Linked DNA regions of Gossypium raimondii: region 1 is linked to region 2. A link is a contact called in public Hi-C data. All regions are on one chromosome and are shown on one strand. Each heading gives the region's core, a stretch centred on a gene start, on an enhancer-like site or on the middle of the called end of the contact. The rest is flanking DNA. Distances are from core to core; before and after follow the strand shown. Region 1 holds the start of LOC105761906 (methyl jasmonate esterase 1). Region 2 holds the start of LOC105762826 (hypothetical protein).

Region 1 (6,591 bases), core at 1,535-4,034, 180 kb after region 2:
ATGGAAATGGGTAGAAGCAGATAACAAGTGAGAAGAACATGCAGCGATTGTGGCCATTTTCGATAATCACAAAGACCCTTTCTAGAGATTAATGAGTAAATGTCTTGCAGAGGGGAAATTCTTTTATGAAGGGCACAAAATGGCCATTGTTGCAGATATAGCGGGAGAATGGGTGTGGGAGGGATAAGATTGTATCTTTTGATAGTTGGGGCTTCGGGACTCTTCTCTCTACTTGGAGCTTATAGAGGAGAAAGAAACGTTCGTGTAGATGGAGGGTTTATAGGTAGAGCCAGGCTATGCTACTAGCGTGACTATTTTACGCATGGGTGAATCTATCTTTGAACGGTTTAAGATAAGCAAGTTTAAAAGCTGTGTTAATCAAAGAGGAACTGTATTCTATTTTATTTTATATATAATTTATTTTAATTTTTATAATATAAAAATTAAAAATATGGGTAAACTTTGATTTTGTGGTCTTTCTCAATTTAGTTATTCAACCTTCAACAGGAGAGTCATGACCTCAAAGGCTTGGAGTCGAGACATTGGGGTTTAGTGTCATGATATAACACACCTAGTGTCACGACATCTTTGGCGGACTACTCCAGGTCGATTTTTCATTGAAGTTTTGCTCCCCTGTGGTGATGGAGGGTCGGTGTCACGACATCATTGCATCAATGTTGCAACACCCAAAGCAATTGATTGTTTCCTCAAGGTTTGGCCATAGTCATTTCCTTACACACTCAAATAAACCGTTAGACTTCAACATTCACAAGGTCAGAGATGTTATTTATAAAAGTGGTTGAAAAAGCATGTACAATGATGGATACAAAGTGCATATATTGCGAGAAAGTAGCTAGAGTTATGGATGTAAATCATAGGAAATTTAATTCCATGAGAGTGGAAATATAAAATATCAATTTTTATCATGTGGCACAACCTTGACGTGTCGCATAGCGAAAACAACCTAGAAAAATAGTTGACATTACTCTGTAACGGTTGACCGTTAACTTTAACAGTCTAAGGGCTTAAGTGATTGAGATTTTAACATTTGAGACTCAATTGAGTGCAAAAAGAATAAATGTTTAATTAATTTTTTAAAAAATATTCAGGGGCTTAATTAATAAAAAGATATATATATATATATATATCATAATTGTATTTAAAGTGTATAAAAAATAGGAATGATATAAAATTATATTCTTAAAGGACATTAAAATCTTATAATAAAAATATTATAAATAGATTATAATAATTTAAATTTCTTCTAGCGTTGACTGTAGTTTGTAGCTAAGCATAATAGCAGTTTAGAAAGTTGGATAGGCTTGGACATCATCACCATATGATCGGACCCTTTGATCACTTCAACTTGACGGGGTGGGTTTTCCCGGATCATCCACCCTACAAAATCCTCCTTGGAGACCAAATCCTTTTCCGAAATTATAAAAACCCGATTAACCGACCCGTATTTCTTCTGAGAGAGTACTACTTCTCTTGACATGTCTTCTGCACTATACAACCGTATTGGCCTCATCAACATACTTGCCAATGCAGAATCCTGCAATTAATTTTTTATTCATACATTTCTTTTAGATTTTATAAATAGATTTAAGATGTGACAAGTATCTTATATAATGCAGAATTTCATTAATTTCATGTACATTACGATGTCATTTTCTTAGTTACATGGTTATCAGATGAGTTTGAATCTCGCACCAATAAATTTAATAAAAAAGCTTAAAACATGCATTTTGAAATTAGAAAGTAAAGAGACTAAAAATTAGGGGCGGTTCATCTAAAATTAATAGTTCTTGTTTTAATCATTTTCATTCTTACAAAATATTTTTAATGAAAACAATAAAAATATTTTTTTATTTTTTTCTAATTTTTTACATATTTTTATTTTTATTTTCTATTAAAAAAAGATTATTATCTCTAAATTCTAAAATTTTAAATAGTATATGAATTTTTACCGGAATTACCAAGTAATTTATTAAAAACTCAGCCGAAGTAGTAATGACTAATGAGAGTATCGTACCTCAGGTGGGCTGAGCTGGTAGACTTTAGAAGAGAGGAACATTGGACCAAAAGTGAAGGTGGTTGGAGGGCTGCTAGGCCCATCATCGTATGTATAATGGTTGTCCATTTGGGAATCTTGATCACGTAATGCCTTTCAACAAAAACAAACTAGTTTCTTTTCAATAATTTATTCAATAATAAAAGGGATCATTGCATCATTGCATGCGTACCTTCTGAATGAGAATGGAAACGTTGAGTGTTGGACCAGGCATGGAGGCTGTCACAAAAACTGCTACAGCGACTTTTTCCGGAAACATTTCCATTGCTTGAGAGATGGCCAAACCGCCTAAACTGTGACCAACAAGCACCACTTTTTCTTCATCGGGTAACGATGCCATGAATTCCCTCAAGGGCTTTATGTAATCAGAGATCGATCTCAGAGTGTTGACTTGCTGTGGATCAACCCCTGACCCACCCAGGTCTAAGGCGGTAACATTGTGGCCACCAGATTTTAGCAGTGGCACCACCTTGTACCATGACCAAGCGCCATGGCAAGACCCATGAACCAACACAAAGTGCTTTGGTGGCTCCAATGATGTTGCCGGCACCTTGGATAGAAGGTGGCAAATTAAAAGTGAAACTAAGAGCATGAGCTTCCAAATCTGATACATGTTTTTAGGTTGGGTGTTGGGTATTATCTGGTTATGGACAAAGCTCTTCACTTGAAACTTTGGTTGAATGCAATATTATAAATCATTCAGTTGGAATGTCAAATTAACTAGAAAAAATAGTATATTAATATGGGTTTATAAATAATTTGTGTTAGTTTTTTTTTTTTTTCTCATCTTCAATGAAGTGCATGGGGACCAAAACAACGATATGAAGATGGGTTTCTCTCTTTCGATTTTGCGGTTGACTCCAAAGTGGAGAAATATATTTTAGATAGGGTGTAAATGAACATTTACATTTGTTTATTAAGTTAAATAAGAGTATGAATAAAATTTTTATATTCGTTTAATAAACGAACAAACACGAATTGAGGTGTGTTCGGTTCGTTTATGTTCATGAACAAGCTCGTTTATAAGCTTGTTTATTAACTCGTTTATGACTCGTTTATTTATTAATGATATTTTCTTATAAAAATTATCTTAGTATATATTAATAAAATTATCTTAGTTTGTATTGTTTTTATTTATAATATAATTATTAATATTTATATTTAACTATTTTATATCTAAACAATATGTGTGTGTATGTATTTATTGTTTGTTTGTTTGTTTGTTTATTATTTATTAACATTGCTCGTGAACATGTTCAATTATATGTTCGTGAACATGTTTGATTAAGTTAAATGAACATGTTCGTGACCATTAAACAAACGAACATGAATAGATGTTTGTTTGTTCAAGCTCGGTTCATTTACAACCCTAATTCTGAAAATCACTTTAGTGGGGAAAACTCTGTTAGACGGGGGCTAAAATCAGGACTGATTTTCTGTACTCTTAAAAAATGGTTGGCCGGTGGATAACACCCACAAGATGGGCATAAATCCATACATTTTTACTTTAAATTTAAAAATACAAGATGAAAGTGTTTAAGTTGTGCCCCAAGGTCAGTCCTTGACTAAAATTCTTATGGGAAAGGTTTAATCAATGGTTGTTCCATATCCGAGTAAGTCTTACGGTTCTGCATGTTAAGTTTTGAAAGGGTAAGTTTGTAAGGGGTATACGAACAATAAGTTGTTAGTATAAGGTCTTGCATGGGGTTATCTACGATTTAGATGTCATGAAATTTGTGTGCATGAGGGTTGTAATAGTGAATATATGTTCTTTAAACAATTGTTGTTGCTGGTTTCAGAAGGATGTCTGGGTTGGAGCTTAGAGCTACAATGGGTGAGTATCATGTGAGTCCCTAATGTCGACTCCTACAAATTCTTCTAGATAGACTCTTGTAATTGATGTTCCAATAACGATGCATGAGTATTTAAATGATTGTTGAAAAAAAATATAATCTTAGTATAATGTTCTTGTGAGTTAAGTATGTAATGATTTGTATGTGTGGGTGTAAGTGATTCTCTGAAGCAATTATGTGTGTGAGTGTGTGCTTGGGACGCATATTGTGATACATGTTTGTGTTTATGTGTGTGAAACGTGTATTGAAGTCTGATTTGATTAAGAAAATGAGTATAGCCTACTTGAGTGTATACTTATGTTAGATATATGATGTGTGATTAAAAATGTTAGAGAAATGAGGTGTAAAAAAGTGATGGGAGATTGTGTGATGTGAGCTTTGACACCACGAAGGTATTTAAAGAAGTTCGTCAGGAAAATAAACATGAATTTCGGTAAGATAATTCTGAAGAAGTCCATGGTCATGGCACATTTTAGAAAGAGGCGAATGAGTCGCATTTATCTACTGAGGTTTTCTATGTGTCCCAGGGCGATGATGGGCAAACCTCACATGATGTGAGTTTAGACAAATTCGTATCGCAAACACAATAGTTCATGGAGTGCCTGGGTGGCATTTTGATTGGCCTTTGTGGCAAATTCTGGTTAGCCTTTGTGGCGAATTGTGTTTGACATTTGTGGCTAATTCTAATTAGCCTTTGTGGCGTATTCTGTATGCTACCTTTGTGGCATATTCTATTTGGCCCTTGATGCGTACTCTGCTAAGTCTATGTGGTGAATTATGTATCGCAATTATGGTGAATTCTGGGTACACTCTGGGTGTTCCCTGATAATCAATTTTATGATAAGAAATGATATGTCTGGAGTTATTTTGGTATGGTTAGTTCTGTGATGTATCGAAGGAGTCATTAGGGAAGTTTCTTGAAAGGAAGTATATATCTGTATGTTCAAGAAAGGAATTTTCCATGGTAATTTGTTAGTTAAAAATATGGGTGTATTCGCAATTATGAAATATATAAGTATCCATTGGTCTGAGTTGTCTGTACTATGTAGGGTTGATTTTGAGTTATTTGGACTCCGCCACATCTAAATCGTATCATGTCTAATTCTGAGTTCCTAAGGAATTGAAGTTGTTATCTTGAATGTCTGGTGTTTTGTAACAAAGATGTGCGGAATTCATTTGGATGATCTGAAGTTTACTTATCAGTATGAATGTGTACTAATTCGTATCAGGATATGATCTGATTTAGCAAACTTATCATGGTACTCCGCCAAAAGTAAGATTCGTAAATAGTATCCGTTAAGAGAATAGTACTTGTGGTTGATTGTTCTGGAATAACTATTTGATGGTTGTTGAAGGGAAGAGAAAGGCAGTATTAACTGGTAAAATCTTGAGTCAACCTTTTAGTTAGATGAAAGTTGATAAGTTAAGAACGATGAGGTTATCTGACGATGTGAAGATATTCGCCAATAATAGAATTGAGTAATCCGATTATGCATGATGAAGAATTCAACAAGAAAGTTTAAAAAGGTAATTTATATTCAAGCTCAATAAGTTCTCCTGAACTTACAAGTGTTATGATTATGTTTCAGATTGTCGTATGAACGAGCTCGACGGGAGGGACAAGCTAGGAGTGTGCCAATGTAGTGGCGAAGTAGGTTGCTATGCATACGGTGCACTATTTGTAAATAAGGCGTATTGTAGAATTATGCTTTAAAGAGTCAGTCTTTAGTACGTGTTTGAAATGTAAAAGATATAGTGACAAGCAGTGGCGGAGCCTGAATTTTTTTCTGGGGGTGGAATTAAATTGTATATTTTTGCGATAGTAAAAATACAATTTCATCATTTTAATAACCTATATCTTTATAATTTTTAAAGAGTTAAACCAAATTTTTATCATTTTTGGAGGCCAAAGTACAATTTTACCATTATTAATTTAAAATTTTATAAATTATAAAGGGCCTAAATTAAAATTTTACCCTGGGTCTCCACTATGCTCTACCGCTGGTGACAAGTATGATTTATTCTATTAGGTCTAAATATTTTCAATTGTTTCTTTAAAAATGAGATTTTAAGTATAGTAATTTGAAAAACGTTTAAAGTCGAGTTCAAGAGAGCTGTTTTGAAAATTTTGTTAAATATTGTGTGTAGTAACACTCAAGTTTCGGACTCGGTGATTTGGGTCGGGTTAAGGGCATTACAAGTAAGACGAGATCCGTGGGGCATATAAAAAAGAAATCGAGTCAATGAAGCATCAGCTTAGGGTCTTGAGGCATGATGATGGTCTAGAACTAATGGAATTGCCAACCGAAGAGATCGAAGGGAGTGAGGAGGCAATGACCTCCTCAGAGGAAAGGCTTAACTAAACTTGATAACTTTATTTAAGGCGAGGAACAAGACCTTGAATGAAGCTATAATCTTTTTGCTTGTTCATAAAGTGGGTTGGTTGGGATGATCCAGGGGTCAGATTATGAGGTTGAGGTTCCTGTAACTTCCTAGGATCTAGTTTGTTTTGTTGATTAGTGTTGCAACAGTTATACAGGATGTTTCATCTTACTGTTAATCACATGCTAACATTGTTAACACAGCTATTTGTTTTAGGTGGCTGAACTTAGGATTGGCATTGACCTAAAGTTAAGAATCTCAAGTTAACAGTCATGGAAAATT
Region 2 (6,842 bases), core at 1,910-4,409:
TAATTTCCCAAGCCTTAATCTAATTAAAAATCTATAACAATTAAATTTTTACAATTTAGTCCCTGAGCCATAATTACTCACAATTTCATCTAAATCGCTTAACCACATTTTAATTCATCTATACCCTAACTCCGTAAATACCCTTATTTAGTATTTACAGACTCGGTTTACAGAAACAAGGTTCCGAAATTGCATTTCCTGACACCACTAGAAACTAGATTGTTACACCTCTATTCTACTAAGGGTCTGTTTGGATAGAACAGAGTAATTAAATGAAAATATAATTACTAGGCTAGTAATTACACTATCTTGTAATTACAAAAAATTGTAATTCCCTAGACTTGTTTGGCTGACATAGTGTAACTACATCGTAATTCCCTATGTCATGTTTGGTAGTATAAATTGTAATTACATAGTTAAATAATTTATATTTTTAAAAAAATTTAATTACTATAATAATATTAGTATGATAAAATAATTTCTATGAAAGTAACAAAATTAAAATCAAATAATGACATGTATCATATTAGTCTAAACAAGTAGTTGATAATACAATTACTAATAAAAATAACAAGAAAATAAACATCATATGTATTTTATCTAATTGTTCTAGTGCATACTTGTTGGGTTTATTCCCTCTTTAATATTTAACAGATGCTCATTATCATCATCTGTTGGTTCTTGACTGAGTTCATCATCATTTGAATTTGAATTTGCATCATTAAGATTATCAAGGTTTCATTTTTCCATGTATTATATGAAGTATGGATCATCTTAATTCCACTTATGATTGAAGGTATGGATATGCAACCTGCTGGTGTCACGGGGCTAGAATTTTAGTCTTGCAATCTGTGCAGCCTTCGGTGATTTCTTCGCTTCAAATGCGCCTTAAGTTAGCCTAACTCTCAAAAAGTGAGAATTCACAATGAGAATTCTCCAATGCACTGAAAATAAAGCAGAAACAACTTAAAACTAAAGAATCAACAAAATAACAGAAAAAGCCACAAGAAAGCAACGTTCACAAAGTTTTGAGTAAATGCTCTCAATACTATTCAATAACTATGAATGAGGATACAATGGGATCAAATGGGATCCTATGAGAAGATTACAAATGAAGGGGAACACTTTTATTTATAGTTGAGCTCCCCAAGATCCAATGGTACAATTTACTTTACATCAACAGTCGAGATTGAAGCCAATCAACAATTAAGATTCTTAAGGATTTACATGATCCCTTAAGATTACAAAATCAAATCTTCTAAGACTAGTTTCCATAAATACCATGGAAACCTTAGTTTTTATGTAAATGTTTTACTGGGCCACCAATGCTTCAAGTAGATGGGCTTCTTCAGATGTTCCACGAATTATGCCAGTTTAAGTGGGTCAAATGATTCCCATTTAATCAATTGACCTCCATAGACATTCTGTATGCATCTGTCACGGGGTTTGATCCGTGGCCTGTAACATTAGTACGACCAACTTTGTTTTTTTATGTTATACTAAGATGGTGTTGTTAATATGGAAAATATTCTAGAGCCACACTATTCATAGACATAGCTTGCCTAGATTGAGCTTTTAAGGTCAAATCCCAACCCATCTTGCTACCTCAACTCCTAGAGCCATTCTTGCTTGACAAAACGAGTTGCTATGCCCTAACTTTTCACAAAAAAAAAAAAAAAAAAAAGCAAAGCAGCGTCAGACGCTCATATTTAAAATTAGCATAACCACATATCCTTGAGGAAAACATGACCCTCTTCTTCCACTTTAAAGGACGTCTAACATCCAAGCAAACCCTCATCCGCAAGCAATTTCGCATCCCCCCTCTCTAAACGCTCACTATCATACTCCAAAAATTTCCCGATAAAATCTCCTAACTTTCTAGCCAGTGGCTCAGAGAAGAAACCCGATGGAAGATCATGTACTTGAACTCAAAAATTTGCTAGAATTAAAGGCACCTTCATCGAATCGTTCCCCTCCTCAAGACGATGAATCATCAGCAAATGATTATTGAAAGTCCAAGGGGCCCCACTAGCTACTCGCTCCATATCCATCTCGTGAAAGAAACGAAACAAGAACAAGAACGGTTTCTCTCCTAGATCTGAGATATGGACTCCATTAACAAAATGCCATAAATTTGCTATCGTGCTTCTCATCGCCTGGAAGTGAATAAGCAAAACTCATTTTCCGTAACTGCAGAATTAACTTGTCTTTAGACCTCCAGAATGCCGTCCTCACCGTCTAGAGACATCCCCGCCAGATCCCTTTCCATCATGAAATCTCAATACCAAGAAAACAGAACTCGAAACACAACAGAGCAGATGCTACAGCCAAGTAAACAAAAACCACAAAAACAAAGAAAATTCAAAGCGAATCTAAAACATAACAAGCGCCGACACAAAACCACAACCCACCAAAACCTTAAAACCTAATAACATGCTAGATCTTTTTAATTTCTCAAACTTTATTATTAAGTAGTTTTTTAAACCCTATTTAAATGGAATTTGACTTTATTCTTTGTTTTCACTTGTATATATAAAAAAAACCATCCTATTATATCAAATAAATATTTAAAATTGATCACTTAAGGACTTCTGGGCTTGGCTAGGCAAGCTACATTTTAAAGGTCGCTCTCAGATTAATCATCCTACTTTATCCTTTTCAATTAACCCATAAACAAAGATTTAAATAAAATATATTCTGCAGTCATTTTGATAGATTTTAAAAAAAAAGAAAAGAATCAAGATGACAGCACTATATTTGATATTTCAATTTGGGCACGGCTCCTTTGATTAATAAATTTTATTATGAATTAACTGGACCCTAATTTAATTAAAAAGTATTAAAAAGCTATCATATTTTATAAATTAATAAAAATTACAATATTTTTATTCTACCATTTCAACTAAAATTACATTATTTTTATATAAACTTTCTTCACCCATTATGATGTTGAAAATTCATAAGAAAAAGTAGTCAGATTATTTGGGGAACAAGAAAAATAGTCATATTATACATGTGAGTGATATCTAATATTTTTCTTTCACAATGAGATGAAAACCCAATAAGCAACTACAATATATCAGTTTTAAATATCAAATAGTGTTCAATTAGAATATTTGTTAGTTTTTTCAAATTTACTTCATAAAAAATACAAATATTTTATGTCCAAAATCCATGCTTGAAATCAACGAATTCATTAATTGGAAGTGTTGATTGTAAAGGCGGCTTCAGTCGACTTGGTCAATTTACTCTCCTTCGTCTCTCCTTCCCTTTTCCCTTTTCCTCTCGATAAAATCCCCTGATTTTTATGTTTATGGTGGTTGAATTTTGAGAACCCGAGAAGCTAAAGGAGATGGAAATGGTAGCGCCACTCCCCGCTGTGGATTTCAACTTCGATAGCGCCTGTTCATCTCCATACATGACTGCTCCTTCAAGTCCTCAACGCTTCGGCAATTTCCTCTTCAGTGCTCCATCCAGTCCCACTCATGTTTCTTCTTTGTATCCTTTTCAATGGGAGGAAAAGCGTCAGAGCAACCATGATGATGATGATGATGGCGGCCATGGGTGTGAAGAGGATTTCGAGTTCAACTTCAGTGGGCATTTAGAAATACCTTCTTTGTCTGCAGCCGATGAGCTCTTCGATGGCGGAAAGATTCGACCTTTGAAACCCCCGCCTGGTTATGATGAATCTTTCTCAAGTGCCGTTTCTTCTCCAAAATCAAAGCGACAACATGGTCAAAACGACATACAGTTTGGATCACAACAACGCGGGAGAGAAAGAACCTCTGCTGCTGCATCTTCTTCATCTTCAACGTCTTCAGCCTGCAACTATGTTCATAAGAAAAGCAGATCATTGTCTCCGTTAAGGGTATCCGACATCATGTTCGAGCAAGAAGAGACATCATCAAATTCCCAGAAAAACAATGAATCTTCCACGGCAAACAATCCAAAATCTTCTTATGTTTCCTCCCTGCTGTCATCCATTTCGTTCTCAAAAGTCAACAAAAAATGGAAGTTGAAAGACCTATTACTGTTCCGGAGTGCATCAGAAGGGAGGGCCGCGAGTAAAGATCCCCTTAGGAAATATGCTCTTTTGTCAAGGAAAGAGGCGGAGGAGGAGGTTAAAAACGCCAGCTTCCGCTCCACTGATAGCATGGGTTCGGTGTCGAGTTCGAGGCGGAGAGGACGGGTTTCGGCTCACGAGTTGCATTACACGGCGAACCGGGCCGTGTCGGAGGAGATGAAGAGGAAGACCTTTTTACCTTACAAGCAAGGCCTCCTTGGATGCTTGGGTTTCAATCCAGGAATGCATGAGATTTCCAGGGGCATTGGGTCATTGACACGTGGATCATCTTGATCCACTCATCTAATGCCTCTTTTCTTGAAAATACACATTCCCCAAATTTCATTCTTTTTATGTTTACATATTTTCATGTATCACTTTGTTTATATAAAAGAAATGGAGTAAGAAATTCATAAAGGACAGCTATAGATTAGAGGTTTCAAACTTATGTGCTCAAATTACATGTATATTAGTGTTATGCTACTTTAAAAGATGGAGAAAAATAAAGACATGGAGTCCGGTACTTCAAACTAGGTTTTGTTTGCTGGGTACCAAAAAAATATTGTTTATCAAGTAGTTGGGGAGCCTGCCAACAAACATTTAATTTCTCTCAACCTCAACTAAGCAGCTCACAGTATTTCCAGATAGGGCCAAAACTATTGCAATTTTTCTGACATTTTCAATGGCTGGAAAACATTTTAGTCAACTTTCAATTAATCCGATTATGTAGAGATTTATTTTTTATACCAAATTTTTAGATTTTTGAATATATTACTGAAAATTATATGAGCTTAAAAGTATCCAAACCATTTTTGCTAACATAAAATCATAGGGACTTTGGTAGTGTGCATATACGGCATGATTTTTGTCATTAATTCTATTAACTTTAGGACACAATTCCTACTAAAATTAGTAAATGTTGTTTATTTTTCACAAGTGTAATTTATATTGGGAATCCAATTTTATGAAATTGTACGGGGGATTTTTTATTTGGTGTCAATGCAAGATTGGGTGGCAAGCTTAATTAAATTTGGCAGTAAAATTATTTTTTTGGATAAGTTAATTTTTATTAGATTAGATATTTGATGCATTTCTATGCATCATCAATTAACTTCAAGTTATCACTTTATTATAGAGTAAAATAAATAATGTTGAAGGACTTTTCATAAATACTTGAAAAATTAATTAAACATAATTAAAATAGTACAGTGCTAGCATCACGATACCTTTGCAAGACGCTGTCTTCAACAACAGCCCATTTTTCAGTGGAGTTGAAAACAGTAATTTCAAGATCACAATTTCGATGAGTGAGTACGTATATATTAGTAATTAATATTTAAGAGTTAAATATAGTATTATGGTGAATTTTGATTAGATAGATTTTATTAATTGGTTAGTTAGTCAAGGTACAAGTGGTGCGTACTAACAGTCAGTTGTTTTGAAAAATGAGGTATCGGAATCTCATTTTCATCAAAAGAAGCTCGTAAATATTTTTATTAAATATTTATGGAATTTTTGTATAAATGGATTCAAGTTTGGCCCGATAATTTTAATGATTTGATAGTTACTTAAGTAAAAAGGACTAAATTGTAAAAATAAAAAAATTAATTATTAAAAGGCTTCAATGGTAAATTAAATAAGGTTTAAAAGGAAATTAGACCGTAGTACATATGGGCGGACGGTTTGGTTATAATTTTGCATTGTTTTATTGAATTTTTTTAATTAAAAATAATGGTTAGATAAATATAATAAAACATAATGAAAAGCAAACATCTTTTTACTTTCTTCTTCCACCGAAAATGAAACTTCAAAACTCCTTTGTTGAACATGTTCGGCCAACTTAGGGTCATTGCATAGTAATGTTTTCTAAGTAAGTTTTTCGTAATTTTTATATTTTTGAGATCGTTGCAATTAGGTCTATTTAATTCGTATTTCTATTTTCAAAATTATTAAAGATGTATAAATTTGTCATTGATGCTAATTGATGTTTTCGAATGCTTATGGTAGATTTTGAAGCATAGAAATGAAATAAGATTACATTGTTAAGTAAATTTTGTTAATTTTGAGTTTAGGGATTAAATTGCGAACATTTCAAAATTTGTATAAAATTTTATAAATTGTGATAATAGGAGGTTGTACAAGGACATAACTAAAGTGGGTTTAAAATTTGAAGTTCAAATTGGAAGATATGATAAGTCCAGTTTTAGGGACTAAATTGAATAAAATATAAAATTTTAGGAGAAAACTGAATAATGAAATTGAGCTGATAAATGTTTATAATTGGATGAAATAAGAGAGTTGAAATTTATAAATTCAATTGAATGGTTGTATAATTTGGGAATTGGACCAAACCAAAATTAACCTAGGAAAAAGACAATTGTTGATTAGTCCTTAGAGAACTGATCGTTTTTTTTTTCAGGTAAGTTCGCATAGTATGATTGTATTTAAATTATTTTACATTTGATTGTAAATTTCTATTTGTTTGATGTTAATTTGAATGGTTCACAATTTGGTACAAAAGGTGAATTGTGGATTGATTTGCAAATGAAGGATAAATTGACAGATAAAACAAATTTAATATGTTGAATTGAATTATGATATATAAAATGAATTTATAGTTTTCTATAATGATTTCAATCGTACTAGTATGAAATTGATTGACTACCGAGATAGAAGATTAAATTTAATATAGTATGACTGGGTGAAATTATAAAATTAACTTGGAATCAAGATGAATTATATTGTCACTTATGTGAATTGATGATTGATTGATGAGATT

Evidence for each region. A called contact is a pair of places that touch in the nucleus more often than the background predicts.
Region 1: a contact with region 2 is called in a Hi-C map of leaf, with 2.0 times the contacts expected there. The contact joins the promoter of LOC105761906 here to the promoter of LOC105762826 in region 2. A contact is called at or near these places in 2 of 2 Hi-C or Micro-C datasets (both in leaf).

The regions. Positions count from the first base shown.
Region 1 is chr12:3,164,942-3,171,532 of ASM2569854v1, forward strand. LOC105761906 (methyl jasmonate esterase 1) reads right to left here and starts at 2,785. Exons shown (of 3, transcript XM_012579844.2): 1 at 2,247-2,785; 2 at 2,036-2,167; 3 at 1,183-1,555. The coding sequence starts at 2,687. The coding sequence ends at 1,265. It overlaps LOC105762835 (hypothetical protein), which reads right to left and starts at 1,034. Exons shown (of 4, transcript XM_052625687.1): 1 at 572-1,034.
Region 2 is chr12:2,979,997-2,986,838 of ASM2569854v1, forward strand. It overlaps LOC105762826 (hypothetical protein), which reads left to right and starts at 3,160. Exons shown (of 1, transcript XM_012580748.2): 1 at 3,160-4,480. The coding sequence starts at 3,353. The coding sequence ends at 4,357.